Linked DNA regions of Sus scrofa: region 2 is linked to region 1. A link is a contact called in public promoter capture Hi-C data. All regions are on one chromosome and are shown on one strand. Each heading gives the region's core, a stretch centred on a gene start, on an enhancer-like site or on the middle of the called end of the contact. The rest is flanking DNA. Distances are from core to core; before and after follow the strand shown.

Evidence for each region. Promoter capture Hi-C pulls out the DNA fragments that hold promoters and counts their contacts.
Region 2: a contact with region 1 is called in a promoter capture Hi-C map of liver, with 3 times the contacts expected there. The contact joins the enhancer-like site here to the promoter of PLPP3 in region 1. A contact is called at or near these places in 3 of 5 promoter capture datasets (fetal liver and liver), 5 of 47 Hi-C or Micro-C datasets (embryonic fibroblasts, liver, retroperitoneal adipose tissue and 1 more) and 1 of 2 datasets of contacts at active chromatin or transcription factors (skeletal muscle).

What each region holds. Positions count from the first base shown.
Region 1 is chr6:155,799,541-155,802,118 of Sscrofa11.1, reverse strand. It overlaps PLPP3 (phospholipid phosphatase 3), which reads right to left and starts at 1,279. Exons shown (of 6, transcript XM_003127971.6): 1 at 512-1,279. The coding sequence starts at 650.
Region 2 is chr6:155,950,618-155,953,195 of Sscrofa11.1, reverse strand. No RefSeq gene overlaps it. Among named protein-coding and RNA genes, the nearest start is that of PLPP3, 150 kb to the right of the region's middle. Within about 2 kb of position 1,300, at least 9 of the 83 cell types and tissues checked have an H3K27ac peak or open chromatin away from gene starts, as enhancers often do. A contact at or near this core is called in fetal liver, liver and skeletal muscle, where this site is marked.

The DNA of each region.
Region 1 (2,578 bases), core at 30-2,529:
AAGTGAAGAGGCCGGCTTGCAAGTCCTGGGCCGAGGCAGCCCGGCGGAAAGGCTGGATGTTTACGTTCGGCCCTGGGAAGGCAGCGCTCTCCAGGCAAGAGCCCGGCGCTCCAGGAGATCCGTTTTACTCGATGGAAGGCAACCAGCTTTACGCCGGCTCTGGCTCCTGGTTCCACCGACTTCCCCTCCCTCTCCTAAGAGGACAAGCCCTCACCTTTCGTGGGGTTCTGCCTGCGTTTCCAACTGCAGGCAGCTTTTTAGATTGAGTGTCCAAGTGGCCCGCGAAAGCCTAGAGCACGCTCGACACTCCTTTACAGGCCGGGGAGGCGGCAGGATCGGGGAGGGCGGGAACCCGGGAGCGGGGAAAAGCCTGCGGGGCCCCCGGGACGGGCAGCACGGCGCGGCCGGGAGACGGGGCCCCGCGCAGGAGCGAGCGCCGAGCTTCGCGCGCAGCCCCGGGCCGGGCTGGGACGGGCGCTGAGGGCCGGGGGGACAGAGGGGCTGGGCTCACCCATGAAGAGGCAGAAGAGGTCCAGGCAGATGAGCAGCACCCGCTTGCTGCCGCCCTTCCTCGGGTTGTTATTGAGCGCCGGGCTGCCGCCGTTCTTGCTCTCCGCGACGATAGCCTTGTCGTACTTGTAGTTTTGCATGGCGCTGGCCAAGACGCCCCACGACTGCAGCCACACACCCAGACGCCGGGGTCGCCTCCCGACCGAGGCTTCTCCGGGCGCGGCGGGAGAGTGCGGCCCCGCTGCCCCGCTTCCAAGGGCAGGCGGTGGTGCTTTCTGCTCCCTGGTGCTCCTCCGCTTTTCCTGTCTCAACCCCGAATCGTTCGAAAGTCCAAGGGGAAGAGAGTCAACTCCCGAGCAGAAACTTCTGCAGCGCTGCGTTGCTCCGGACGCGCGGAGCTGGCGTGTCCGTGCGCAAAGCAGCGAGGGGGCAGCGCGGGCGCTCGGCCACCTTCCTCCGCAGCTGGTTGCTTAATGAATGGGAGCTGCGCGGAGCCCAGCCACCTCGGAGCGCTGCCCCAACTCCTACTTTCCTCCTCCTCCTGCTGCTGCTGCTGCTGCTGCTGCTGCTGCTGCTGCCGCCGCCGCCGCCGCTGTGATCGCCTGGGTTTGTTTTCGGCACTTTTATTTCATGAGGTCCTTTAAAAAAGAGAGAGAGGCAAAGAGAGGGACCTCCTTACTTGGCTCAGAAGGGATTCCGAAAGCACAGCCCCTTCCTTAAGCAGCCTAAGACGTAGGATAATTAAGGCCACATTTTCCCCCACCCCCTTCCAAAAAAAAAAAAAAAAAAAAATCCTAAAAGGAAAAGTTACTTTCAAACCAGAGAATCCGGGAGCCCCTAGCGTTCAAAAACACTAAATTGTCACAAAACGAGAAAAAAAAAATGTAAATAAAAAGAAACAGCCTTGGATCAGGCAAACGTTGAGGCTGTACAGCTAAAAAAGCGTTTCTCCTCTTTTATCCTCCTTTACATATTTGGGGCTTTCAAGTCTTTGTTTTGATTTGAATCGTTTCCTCCTGAAAATACTCAAATAAATTGTTGGGGGGGGTTTGTTTTGTTTGTTTGTTTGTTTATTTTTTGAGATCTGAACACTCAGCACTGGATACTGGGCTAGATTCTGAGGCTCCGAACAGGAAAAGGACTGCACTGGCTCTGGGACTAGATCCTGTGGCTTGGAATCCTGGCTGTGGCTCGGTGCCTCTGTTTCCCCATCTGTAAGCTGGAGATAATAACTTTCTCCTAAATAGAGTAATTATGAAGATGTCATTAGCTAATCCATAGACGCGCCTGGAACCGTGCTAGGTACATAGGAAATGCTGTGTAGGTGTTAACCTTTACTTTATTCCTTGTAGTTCCCAGCCCTCCAAATCCCTGCCAGTTCGGCTGGCCCCCAGCCTGCTTGTATCAGTATTGAGTGTTGGGGGCAGCTGTCCAGGGAAGCAGGAGAGCTCTCCCAGAGCTAGCATATCTCTAGCTTGGGGGGCAATCTAACGCTTTGCAGTAGAGGCTGTCATGTGCTTTCACAGTCTTCTATGTGAATTAATTCTCCCCCAGACAGAGCATAAACATTTCCAAGGCAAGGACCTTTCCTTCTATCTTCCATCATGTTCTAGATCATGATTTTTTTTACTGACTTGTTATAGGGTTCAGTATCCCTAGATCCAGCCACTTGGCCTTTCTCCAATAGTCCTTTCCCACTCCACACCCTGGCCTCTGCCTCCCTCTGTCTCTGCACATCCATCCCTTCTCTAACTACCAAAATGCTTTTCTTGCTTTAGAATCCTCTGAAATAGCACCTTCTCTCTGGGCCCTTTCTTGATCCCCGGACAGAATTAACTTCACCTTCAGCACTTGGTTTGCAGCACTCTTGTAGTACCTATTACAGTCTGATTTGGTGTTATAGTTAGTAAAGATGAGTCCGCTCTATAGATTATCAGCTCCAAACCCTCTCCCCAGTACCGCACACAGAGTTTGGTGCCTGCTGAATGAAGCTCAAGTCAGACTGCGTAGAACAAGTGGGCTGGTAAAGGAAGGCAAAATTGCTGTCTTCTGGAAGCAAGAGTAACTG
Region 2 (2,578 bases), core at 51-2,550, 150 kb before region 1:
AGGGGTCAAATCGGAGCTGCAGCTGCTAGCCTACGCCACAGCCACAGCCACAGCCACAGCGCCACATCTGAGCTGCATCTGCAAACTTCATTGCAGCTCACAGCAACGCCAGATCCTTAATCCACTGAAAGGGGACAGGGATCAAATTTGCATCCTCTTGGATACTAGCCAGTTTTGTTTCCACTGAGCCACAACGGGAACCCCCTCACTAATTATTAGAGAAACGCAAATCAAAACTATAATGAGGTACCACCTCACTCCAGTCGGAATAGCCACCATTTTAAAAATCTACAAATAATAAATGCTGGACAGGATGTGGAGAAAAGGGAACCCTCCTACACTGCTGGTGGAAATGTAAACTGGTACAGCCACTATGGAAAACAGTATGGAGAATACTCAAAAAACTAAAAATAGATTTGCCATATGATCCAGCAATCTCACTTCAGGGCGTATATCCAGAGAAAACTGTAATTCAAAAAGACATATGCAGTTGAGTTTAGAGTCAGTTGAAAAAAAGCCCAAGAAAACACCCATTATGATAGATGGTGCTAAATTCCATGTTAAGGAGAAATACAAGAAAGGGGAACTTGGAAGAGAGGCACCTCTGCAGGTGGGGGACCTCAGAGGCATCATGGGGCTGCTTGAAGGATGAAGGGGAGCTTGAGTGCAGGAGAGGCTGGAAAGTTTGGAAAGGAGGCCAGCATGTGCAAAGGTGTGACCCTGCAAAAACAGCACAGGGTGTTCTGGAAACCTTTTCCCAGTATGCACTGATATCAGGTAAGGCTCCAGTTTCTGGCCTTTTATAACCAGCTATTTATTTGGCTCATCTGAACTCAAACAGATTGGAGGTTGGATATCAGCTCCACCAGCTAACAACAAGAGCTCAAGCTAGGGGTTTAACCTTGAGCCTGAGCTTTACCCTCAGCATGAGCTTCAGCGACCTTGTCTCTACATGCCCTGGGCTCTGTAGGCTAAGTGAGATCTCCTGTATAAACATGCCAAACGTGGTGCTGATACAGGGTGAATTTGCAGTCCAGATTTCTCCATTCCCTCCTCTTCTCCAGGGCTATGGGGTGACCCTCATAGGTTTTAGGAACCAGGAAGAGGAGACAGTCACCAGCCAATGGCATAAGGAGGGCAACAGTGGTTTCTGTGTTGATGACATTTGTAAGTGCAAACTGGAACAAGAAAAAAAATCAGGTGAGAGAAACCATGATTCCTGCCAAGGCTTAGACTGCATTGCTCACCCTGGGGAAAGCAGCTGCAAAGAGCTTTCAAACAGGGGAAAGGTCAACCCGTTGTAAGAGAATAAGCTGCCAAAGCTTGTGGCCCTGGGCCCTCCTTCCTCAATTCCCATGACCCCCTGTGCTGGTTTCCTCCTTGGAGATGGGAAGGTGACCCCTGCCCTGCCAGGCTGTCTGGGCTCTGTGCAGGGGGTTTGGAGAGTGTAAACTCCAGGCAACCCTGATGAGGAAGGTTGTTTTCGTCCCCCTCCCTCTGCAGGCTGGTCTCATCTCAACACTGCCTCCGCACCGGCCTGCGCCCAAAGCTCTCCTTCCTTTTACTTTCCAAATCCCTTGCGTCCTTCACCACCACACATCCAGGAGGCCCGTCCTGGTGGCTCTGGTCTATGCTGATCCCTGTGCCCTTGAGACACCATCAGACACCACACCACCAGACAGTCACTCTCTCTTCTGTTTCTTTTTTCTCTTGGGCTCCATCCGCACCCCACTTGAAAAAGACCATCTGAGCTCCCACGCCCCTGAAGCAGCAGCATCTCATCCACCAGGAACGTGTTAAAGATGCAAAAATACACCCTGAGGGGTGGGGCTAGCCATCTATGCTTTAACGAGCCTACAGGTGATTCTAACACCTGCTCCCGGTTCAAGGACCAGGGCTCCCAACAATCCTGTCTCCTAAGAAGGGAATGGCAAAAATAGTGACAGCCCCATCACAGAGCACTTATTCTTTCCTTCAGCAATATCACAGCGCGCCAACTTCCGGGAGATGGGAGGAAGAGCGGTTCATCCCCTATTCACCCTATAATTTACCCCACAGATGTTATTGAGCGCAGCCCATGTACGTTTCCAGCTGAAATTCACACATCTGAGTTTGAGGCCGGGCTCACAACACATTGCCAGAAACGCAAACATGGGGTGACAAGGTCTCCAATGGGGAAGTGAGATGAGATGGATGATGGAGCTGGGTACCAGCTCTGCCTGCAGGTGGGGGCAGTTCCGGTTCCGGGAGAAATGCTCTAGGTGTCTGGGGCTCCGACCCCCTCCCATCCCCCCACACCGGAGGCTCCCACAGTGCAGGGAAGGGCATGGGGTGGGGCCCTCCAGCAAACACCATGACACATGTTTCATATTATATGCAGCATTCTTTGTGAGAGCCCCAGTGAAAAATACACATGGCTGGCCATCCCTTTCTCGGGAGGAGGGGCACAGGAAAGGGGATTTGGGCTGCTGGCTTTATCAAAGGTTAGAAACAAAGCAGAGGCTCTGAGCGTGTTAGAAAAACAAACTGTTTGTTCTTGGGCTTCTCATTTGAAGGAGTGGGAGATACTCTGGGTCTC